Linked DNA regions of Anas platyrhynchos: region 1 is linked to region 2. The links are chromatin contacts, called in public Hi-C maps. All regions are on one chromosome and are shown on one strand. The core of a region is the stretch at or near the end of the contact, and the rest is flanking DNA. Distances in the headings are between cores, read along the strand shown. Region 1 holds the start of SLC35F3 (solute carrier family 35 member F3). Region 2 overlaps LOC110353842 (a long non-coding RNA gene).

What was found. Hi-C and Micro-C count contacts between places; a contact is called where the count stands out from the background.
Region 1: a Hi-C map of skeletal muscle shows a contact between it and region 2, with 3 times the contacts expected there. The contact joins the promoter of SLC35F3 here to the enhancer-like site in region 2. A contact is called at or near these places in 2 of 8 Hi-C or Micro-C datasets (liver and skeletal muscle).

The regions. Positions count from the first base shown.
Region 1 is chr3:26,518,244-26,523,756 of IASCAAS_PekinDuck_T2T, reverse strand. SLC35F3 (solute carrier family 35 member F3) reads right to left here and starts at 2,066. Exons shown (of 9, transcript XM_072035575.1): 1 at 1,878-2,066; 2 at 1,534-1,763; 3 at 518-622. The coding sequence starts at 1,930. It overlaps LOC106019027 (a long non-coding RNA gene), which reads left to right and starts at 1,549. Exons shown (of 4, transcript XR_003495911.3): 1 at 1,549-1,687; 2 at 2,757-2,825; 3 at 3,504-3,568.
Region 2 is chr3:26,373,020-26,378,099 of IASCAAS_PekinDuck_T2T, reverse strand. The region is part of intron 1 of LOC110353842 (a long non-coding RNA gene); the gene reads right to left. Among named protein-coding and RNA genes, the nearest start is that of UTP25, 60 kb to the right of the region's middle. Within about 2 kb of position 2,104, at least 3 of the 8 cell types and tissues checked have an H3K27ac peak or open chromatin away from gene starts, as enhancers often do.

The DNA of each region.
Region 1 (5,513 bases), core at 817-3,316, 150 kb before region 2:
TACCCCATTTACATCCATTTGGTCAGCTATTCAGCTGATGTTCATCAATACAGCTCGTCTTCAGCCATGCCATTCAGTACCAGCTAGAGAGATAGGTCTTTTATTTCATACTGTTGTTTTTTTTTTTTCCACATTTCTAGCAACCCAGATTTTCAATTGGCAATGATTTCATATGACCTATTATTTTTAGGCACAAAAGTAAGAAACCCAGACAACTTTTGTATTTACATGCCACCATTACAACTCAAGTATGTAATTTTGTTATTCAGAGTGAGCTACCAGAGAATATATAACTAGGCTAGCAAGCTGAGGCTTGCAATTAACTTTTTCAGACACAGTTATGAATTTCAACAAACAAGTAATAATTGAGGAGTTAGCATGACCATTATTACTTCAGAAGGATCTGCCACAGCAGCTCAGTGCGACTTCAGCTGGACTATTAGTCACTGTGTCAGATGCAAGCACTAATACCCAACTCAGCCTGGCATCAGCACACAATCTGATCCTGAAAACTGACCTGAATAAGCTTTACTCTCAGGAATGATCCCAATCCAGGCAATGGATTTGCTCTTAGAGAAATCCCATACTCCCTCGCGAGTAAAGTAGCAAATATCAGACATTTCTGTCAAAATAAAAATAAATAAATAATAATAAAAAACACTCTCTCAGAAGAAGTCTTTGAATATTTATCAGTAAAGCCCTATCATCAGGCAATCAGAAGTGGCTCACAAAAACTGAACAAGTACCACACACCACACTTGCCTGCATCTCCCTCTTTCATTATTAAGCACATGAGCAAAGGGATAATCCGTGAGTAAACATTTCAGAATGTTTACACGCCATACTTAGGAAAGTGCACCACGAAAACAGTCACTTTGTCAGAGCCAGTGTTCCCAGCAAAACTGACGTTTGTTACAGCACGATCATTTCAACAACAAAAAAACCCTGTGATGATACGAACAGCATTTGAACAACCAAAATGTTTTTATGACTTCAGTTAATGGGTAACTTATTTTTAGAACTTGTTAAGTCATGCAATTACCACCGTGGAGATGAAAGACGGGCAAGAAACAGGGAGTGTTATTGCAAGAATACTAGCTGATATATTACAACCCCTCAAGGTCTCAGCTCCTTCGTAAATCACGTCTACGGAGGGACACAGCTAGGCTTCTCTTCGTGGCGGTATCGCAGGAAGTTTCTTTCTCAAGTGCAGGAATATGGAAGAGACGGCTCCATTTGACCCAGGAAAGGCATAAAAACGAGATTAAGCACTGCGAAGATCTGGCAGACCTCTAAAGCAACAGAGAGACGTACCGAGAAGGCGTCACTTTTGAGAGCAGGGCGTGCGTGAATGCAGCGGAGCTTTCTCAGAGCTGTCACAAATCCGGCGATCAACACATCACCGAGCGCATAGGCAGTACTAAGGCACCTAAACGGGCTCTCCTGGTCGCAGGATCCCACATTTACCTCGTGGCTACCTCTGAGCCAGACCCCCCCAGCACCACCCCCCCCACCACCCCCCGGGGGACTCACGTTTGTAGCTGGCGGCCCAGGGCTGGTAGCCGTAGTAGCCGGTGATGCGCAGGATCCTCTCCTCGATGGAGGTGAGCCCCACGGAGGCGCTGGTGAGGTCCTCCACGGAGCGGGACCACTTGAGGTCCTCCTTGATGGCCTCGTCCACCACCAGGTACTTGAGCTGCCGCAGCTGCGGGCTGATGTCGGACAGCCGCCGGGGGCTCACGTCGGGGGAGCGCCGCATGCCGCTGGGGGCCGGGAGAGGGGCGTCAGGGGCCGGCAGCCCCCCGGCACCTCCCGCCCGACAACTTTCCCCGCCCGGGTGTCCCCCATCCCCGTCCCCATCCCCGCCCGGTACTCACAGCGTGGCGGCTTTGCCCCGCGCCGAGCCGTTGGGGAACTCGCGGATCCCCATGGGGAGCAGCAGCAGCGAGGGCTGGGGGGCGCCCAGACTTCTCGGCGGGGCGAGCCGGCGGCGCCCACCGGCCGGGTGCGAGGCGGGAGGGGGGGAAGGAAGGAACAAGAAGGGAGACGACAAGGAGCGGGCGGCGGCCGCGGAGGGTCCCCGGGCTGCCGAGAGCTGGGAGAGTCGAGGGGCGGGCCGCCGCCGCCGCCGCTGCCGCCGCCTGCCGAGCGGGGGCCGGGCAGGGCGAGCTCCGCGCTCCGCGCCCCCCGCCCCAGCGCGCTGCCAGCGGCCGCCGCCAGGGGGAGCCCCGCGGCCCCCAACCGGGCCGGCCCGCCGCGCAGCGCGACCCCTGCCGGCAGCCCGCAGCCACGGCACGGCCCCGGGGCAGGGGGAGGGGGTCCTGAAGAGTCCCCTCAGGGTCCTTCTGGGGGTGAGCGAGGGAAGGAGGGGGTAAAGACGCGGGTGAAAGGTGGGGTGTGCACCTGGTATAACCACGTCAAAAAAAAATAATAATAGGTGCTTGGTGGCCTGCAGATATAGTTGGAGTTGGTTGAATAACTTTGTGGGTACGTGCGTCCTATAGGAAAGGAAATGGAGAAGTCCCAGAAAGTTACCAGGGATAGCAAACCATGAACGTTATGGAGGCGTTCCTGATAACTACAGGTAATGTTCTCCAAAGGTAACTGTGCCACTTTTAAAGCTGTGCCACTTTCAGAAACAGAAAGCAAAGTAGCCCCAGCTGCCAGGAGACAAACTAATATCAAACACCCGTATCAAATCACGCACTGAGTTTGTGTTATCACCTGCACAACAGTTATTTTGTCTGTCCACACAGGCGTTTGGCAGCGTGACGGAGTGCCCTGCCAGGCACGCACGCCAATGCAGGAAGGTGACTTGGACTAAGGTGAGAGGATGGAAACGACATTCACCAAACCCACAGATAGTGATGACTAGCTTGATTTAAATCTCCTCAGATGTTCAGAGCAGCAGTAATGATAACAAGCAACAATGGGATTAGACATTTCAGTCAGGCCCAAGTCCAGTGTCACTCTATATGCAGAGTCCATACTCTTCCCAGCTTTAAGTGAAAGACAAGGATAGGATGTCAGCTGAGAATTACCTGTGCTACTGCATGTATCTGGTGTCAAATCTCTCCATTATTATTCATAGAAGATTCTCAAAGTGTACTAAAAATAACATCCAGAAATGCAAGTCTGGGCTAGCAGTGCTCAGTATAGGGTTAATTCACATTGGCATGGAAAAATGGCATAAAGTTCTTTCAGAGCTGGAGCAAACAAAGGCTCAATCAACCAAGCCCAGCCAAGCAGCAATACCTGCTGAGCACTTACCCACCTCTCATCATGGGCTGGACAGGTGGGATGGTGCAGAGTAGCAAACGCTTGGTCAGTACTGCTGGAGTGCCAGTAAAGTACGTCCCTGTCCATTTTCTGTATTCCCAGAAAGGTGCCATGGAATTCAGAATCTCTATTGCACATCTCTCCACTTTATATTCCAGAATCATCTCATTCCTTACACATGCCCCCCAAAAAGATTGTTTTTCTGCTGTTTTATTCTTTCCCAGCTACTGTCATTTCAAGGTGTAACTGGAATGATGGATGACCGTTAATACTTTCTCCTGTCATGCAAGTAAGTGACTTTGGACAGCTTGGGTGGCAGTGCTGACAAACTTGAAGAGAGTATGCATCTTGTGAGAGAGAAGAAAAGCGTGGAAAATTGTGAAGTTTTTAAAACGGAATTGTTTAGTGAAACAACATTTCAAAATTACAGTAAGAGGCAACATCAACATAGTTAGCTCTTAGGATCTTGTCAAACCTTGCTGTAAATGTTTGTTAAAAAAGAAACATTTGTGGGGGCATGCAAAAAAAAAAAAATTCTTGCATTCACTATTTTAATTATGTTTAAACATTGTACTTGAAATTGAAACTGACAATATGGCATTGAATGCTAAAAGATAAATATTCAGTCCCACGTGATGTTGAATTTGTGGATTTATGGAGCTGACTTGAATTTTTTGTATGAGGAGAGAAAAAGTAGTGTATAAACTAGCAATGCACCCCAAGAGTAAGGAACAAGTTACAGAGAAAACATTTGCTAAATGTTTTATATACCTGTCTAAGGAATATACCTACACACTATTTAGGGAATAGTGGGCAAAATGGAGCAGAATTTGTCTCAGTTTAGATAGGAACGATCCAGTACTCTATGCCAAACTGGAAGCACTGTGAATGGCTTTTCTGAACCTTTTATTAGCGTTACTTTAATAAAATACCTACAGTTTTTCATGCATAGAAGAGCTGGGAAATATTGTACTTGAAATAATGGCAGAGCCTTGTAGGAGGAAACAGTATTTGTTACAGAGTGTTGTTACTTATTCTGTCCTGTTAGATGCACATTTTCTTTCCCTAGACAAGAAATGATATGCTTGACTGATAGTCAGCTCTTAAATACAACCATTAAGATATATCAGCTCTATACAGACATTATGATGCCATGTCAGAGGAAAATACAATTTAAGCAGTATTTATTTTCATCTCCTATCAGTAGTAGTTTGGCATAAGTTTATCCAAGATGGAAATTTACACTTATCAATACATTATTCATTTCATGTGAAGGGCTAGTGATTTCTACCCACCTCCCAAAATGAGTTTTATATTTAGCAGATACAGCGACAGGAGTAGGATAACACAGAAGAGAGATTTCAGTGGGCAAGACAACAGTCACAACTGCAGAAACTATCTATCTTCTCCAGTTTATAAAAAAATTACCTCTAGGAACTCAGAGTCTTTAGAAGAGGACCCAGCTTCCTCCTTAAGCAAGTATTCTTCTGACTGAATCTCTCTGCAGTTGATGTATGTTCCTGCTTCTCAGTATTTTTATCCTTATTACAGAAGATGCATACCTGAGCCATTAATCAGATGTTCTGGCCCCAGGGATTCTTGGGTTTTAGACAGATATACAATGTACATGATAGAAGCCCCATATAACACAGGGAAATGCTTATATGGCAAAACTATTAATTTTCTCTAGCTGGAGTCAGATTTGACATCCACATGAATATAATGCTACTGTATAGCCAAAGTGGCTCCAGCTAAATCAGTGGGACCAATTTAATATTAGTATGCTGTTTTGACGGGATAAGGGTGCAACTTCAAACATAATCTATTTCACCTGCAAATTTTTGAGTCAGCAACAAAAAATATGTAGCTAAAGACTTCCTAGTCTATCATGGGTAATCTTGCTTGCATTCACATTTTAAAATATCTACTACTACCTTTAAATGGTATAAATAAACCCAGAGAACCATGAAAGACTGATGGAGTGGACAGATGCTGGCCAAATGCAAAACTGGATAATAAGCAAAATCAGCTCAGCCACCTTCAATAGACTCACACTTGCTTTCTCAAGTAGAGGGAGAGTGTGCTGGAGCAAACACAGATAAATTTAAGACAAGTTGCAGCACATTTTTCATGTAAGCTCCCACATTGTTCTCAGACCCCTGCAATGCACAGGCAAAACCAAACAAGCATCAGGATTTCAGGCATGACTCCTTGCCAAAAGCAACTAGAAAGCT
Region 2 (5,080 bases), core at 855-3,354:
AGGAGTTACTCTGAAGGCAGCTAGCACACTCTGTGAACAGGTTCAAAGAGCTCTGGAGAACAGGAAAGGTCCCGTGGCAATGGTTATGGTGCTTGCTCTTCCCATCAAGTCACAGCAAATAAATGCACAAAAAGGTGCTGTAAAATTTTGCATTTGTCACTGTAACGGGAAAAAGGCCAAGAGCAGATCTATTAAAAAGAGTGTGTGCTACTGACTTGAGTGATGGACTAGCAAATACGTTTCTGAAGAGTGCAGCCCAAAGCTTAATCCTGCTTAAGGGCAGGATTGAAATTCAGAGTGCTTCTATTTATCAAGCTCAATCTCAAGTCAAAAACTGGAACAGATTTCAAAGAGTGCAGAATACCACACCAGAGAGGGAAGGAAAGCTGTTGAATGGTGCATAAATGGAAGGCTCCTCCAGGCTGCGATAATAGCAGGAATGGGTATGGGGGAATATATCAGATCAAACTGAGAAGGAATCAACAAAATCCATGTTGTTAGAAGAAAAAGGCAGATTCATTTTAAGTACATGAGTCAAAAAAAAAAAAATCATAAGGGAACGGAGTATCCCTCTATTCAGCACTGGATGGGCTCACAGAGCAGTCCTGGGGAAAGCACATTTGGTGAAATGTGGGGAGAAACTGAAGAGTTCGGAGTGGAGCAACAGAAATGATCAAAGGTTTAGAAATATGATTTGCAAGGACAGGATGAAAGAGCTGGATTTGTTTAATGTACAGAGGAAAAGCAAGAGGGGAACAGAACAAGAGTCTCCAAACATAAAAAGAAATTTTTTCAAGAGACAGCAATCAATAAATTATACTCCAAGTTCACTGTGGAAAGGAAGGCATTTAGTGTAATTTATTTTTTTTAAAAAAATCACTATTGCTGTAAATTTAACAGACATCTTTCAGGGATGATGCAGGTAAAGCTAATGGCATCTCAAAGCAGGGCAGCAGACCTTTGACATACCTCTTGGACACTGATTTCTGTGATTTCAGTCATTTTGATTACCTCATTTTATCTGTTCTTGGAATGTTATTTCTTTTAAGAGCATGCAACAGCTAATAACAAAAGCAGAACACCCTTCCCTTTGAAACAGCTTTCCTCCATTGTATTACAGCACATAATGACCACATTATGAAGTGTCAGCAGTGCTAAAGGTTTGCTATATTTTACTTTCCAAGCATTGAAGCATCAGACTTACGACAGCTAAACGCGGCATAGTTGTTGCCTCTGCTAATGAGGGGGAAGAAAAAGGTCAGCATCAATACAGAAGGAAAACGCTCCGTGTGAAGTGCGAGGATAAAAGCACATGTTAAGGGCAGAATTGTAGACAACCCAAGTTCCTTAGCAACCTGGAGTGACAACCACTACAGAGACATACTGCAAGTCACCAGGAAGAATGTCGCTGTTCACCGAAATCCACGACACACTCTATCCAGGCTTAATGGTTAATTATTTTAGCTTCTTCACATTCTAATTCCTCTATTAATTGTGATATTTCTAGACCTATGTTAAAATATTCAAAATTATTTAACCTGATGAACAAGTTACAAAGTCATTGGATAGTTAAATCCCAGCTAGTTATTCAATGGGGGTGCCACATATTTCTCAAAGGCCACAGAACCAGTAATTGCTGATCTTCAGGAATGAATAAAGGATAAATCAGTCCCTGCTATCTCGGCTTCTTACCCTTGAAGGGGCACCTCAGACACTGTTCTGCTCTTGCTCAAAGACAGAGCTGGACAAGTCTGCATATTCCCAGAGAGAAACCTCTTCCCAAGGTTAGGAAAAGTCATGAGAGGCACGTGCCAGCCGTTTCTCTTCTGTGCACGTTCTACCTCACATCCAACATTCTCCAAAGTGACTTGGAGAAGGTTCTGAAAGGATCCAGTTAAGAGGGGTTTCTGAAAGAGACAAAGCTGAATGGGAAGGAAGGAGCGAGCTGCTGAACTAAATAAGAACAAGGTAGGTCAGCAGGATGGAACAACCCCCTCTGCATACGCTGGATCCATACAGTGAGGGCATTACAGGCGGAGAGCAGACTCTCTCAGTCCATCCCCCTACAAGCATACTATTTTTCTCAATGTACAATCAGTGGAGGGTAAGAGAAGTGGCTGTGCCCCTCATTGACCTCTCCAAGCACCTTGCATTAGTAAACCCACCATTATTTACTCTGCCTGTGAAGCCACATCGACATAGAACCCAATTTTGTGCTGCAATCAACCATGCTACAGAGAGATGAACGCTGACCTTTCGTCCCATTCTACTGCCATCCCAAGGCAGTAGACACAATACTTTAAGAGACACAAACGATTTAAGCCAAGAGAGACAGATATTCGTGAGCTGAAGGTCAGAATTCAGAGGCATCTGTCAGCGGCCAGAAATCACTGCTTAACAAGCATCTTGTGACACTGTTCTCTGAGGAGCTCCCGATACAGCCCTGCATCAGCTGCTGACACTGAGCCACTGCCGGGAGCATTTCAGCACTGCTCTTGACTCTGGAGGCTGACGTGACTTCTCCGAGCGTGAAAAAGTGCAGTGTCACTTCTCAGCTGAGGTTACGTCTCCTCTCAGGACTCTCCTCAGTGATTAAAATGCAGAGAGGTGCCTTAAATCGCATTGTGTGGGTTTGGCAGGCTACCAAATCCCAGGACTGTGGAATTAATAGGTTGTTTTTTTCAGCTTGATGCTGAAAGAGACAAAGCAATTAATTGAACCAAAACATTTCGTTTCACATTTGCGTTATATGCCTCTTCTGCAAGGCAAGCAAGGGTGGATTGAAGTTGTCGGTCACCTCCAAGGGAAACTAGCAGGAGTTGCTCTGAGAAGGTGGATACCAAGTGTCCCAAGTTCCACGTGCTGAATCCAGCAATGGACCTTTTAAAATTTTGATTCCTTGTTTACTTAAGATCTTTTTATTTGCAAGTATTAAATTTGCAAATATCTTGCAAAAATTTTGTCATAGCGGACTCCAAAAGTCACATATGGAAAAAAAATCACGATCATATACATGGAAACTGAAAGAAATAGCTTTTAGTTCATTTCCCCATATTAAAAAATATATTCCACCATCAAATAGCAAGTACAAAGAAGTGCTCAAGCACATCTAGCATTCCCTCATCCTGATTCAAAACATTACTTGATGGAGCAGAAGTAGTATTTACTGAAGCTGACTAGAAAGAACTAGTTTTCTTCTGTGAACTGCTGATCCTGTGGAACCAAAGTGGTCTCTGACCCTTGTGTTCATCCTGCCAAACCTTCCCCGTGCCAAGCAGGGCAGCCCAGTCAGCTCTGCATCCCTGCCCCACCGTGTCCCAGGGCAGTCAGCTCCCACACCACTGATGTCCTTTGTGCAGCTGACAGGTCCCAGGCCACAGGGGATCTCAGCATCGTTTCAGAAACATCTGCAATAAACACTGTAGTTTTCCAGCACAAATCTACCACCACACAGCAGCTCTCCTTGAAAAGGGGCATGTTAAGGACCTTGAAGGTGCAGCCACATCTGTCTTCCCCAACACAGCCCTGTGCTTCCAGGAGAGTTAAGGATTGTGCCAGGATGCCACAGACTCCAGTAACCATTTGATAAGATCCAGATATCAAGAGTAACAGGAGCAGTTTCTCCACGCTGGTTCAGAACTGTTCAGTAATGACAAACTGAACAGCTCTAACCACATCAGTCCATAACAGACACACAGACATCCAGACTGTATGTTGCTACCACCCTGCTCACCACCTCTCTGGAGAAAACTTCTGGAACAAGCTGCTGCTCAACTCAGCTATCAGAGCATGTAAATCTGCAAAAAGTGACACAGCACAAAGATAGAGGGAAGTTGGATACACAAAGACTGCACAAGCAAGCTGGCCTTTAAATAAGCTACCGCAGTAGGCTTTGACAAATTGCAGAGCATCATGCCTAGACAACAACCGGTCTTAAACCCCAGAGCAGATAAAGATGATGCAGACATGCTTTCTGAATATCCTAGGCACTCAGAAGAGCAAAAACAAGCAAACAACAACAAAAAATGTTCTGCCCTGTCACACAAATTAGATCATTTTGTTTGACGATCTGTTTACTTATTACTGTTCCACGTTTCAATTGATGTACTAGCTGATTCAGCACCATGGCTTGCTATCAGTGCCTGTAATTAGGAAATTAAAAAAAGATTGTTTTCAAGAGCAGCAAAGTATCTAGCCGTATGTGCAGGAGAAAGATGTTTTTTCTTTCCTTCCCTCCAAAAGCAGTAGCAATTCATTGGCAGACTCTTTGCACTCTGGGGAAAATGTGCTTGAACTGCAACAAATAAGAACTAACTAATACACACCTAAACTACATACCTTGGTTTACTTTGACTATATACCTAAAACTTCACAATACCAGTACAAAAGGAGTTTTGCAGGTCACCAGTAAGTCTAAATTAGACCAGCACCTGTGATTAAAATCATCTAACAAAGCTCCTCTGCAATTAAAAACCCCATAACCTAGTCCCTCAGCAAAGTCAAGGCCACAGAACCAGAGGACACTCCAGAAAACTCAGTTCCTCAGTTGCTGGACTCAGGGCAGAGTATCTGGGGTGAGGACATCTCCCAGAACACACGGTAAATCACAGAACAGCCATCAATGGGAGCCAGCAGGGCTTGGAGCACAGCCTGTGCAACACACACCACCTACCAAAAAGCCACTTCACATGTCCTTTGGCTGTTTTATTTCACATACTCCCATACAGACACTTGCACACACTGGTTGAAACAAGGATTTAGCCCAACAAGTGTGTTAACAGACCAATATCGAAGCTGGTGGGGGGTCTGGAGAACAAGTCCTACGAGGAGCGGCTGAAGGAGCTGGGCTTGTTCAGCCTGGAGAAGAGGAGGCTCAGGGGCGACCTTATTGCTCTTTACAGATACCTTAAAGGAGGCTGTAGTGAGGTGGGGACTTGTTAGTGTTAGGGGAGAGGTTGGACTCGATGATCTTGAGGTCCCTTCCAACCTAGGCAATTCCATGTATGTGTGTGTGTGATTTGTGCCACAGGTACATTAGAGTCAGTGCTGTAAGGCTTTACATGAAGCACTGACTGAAGGT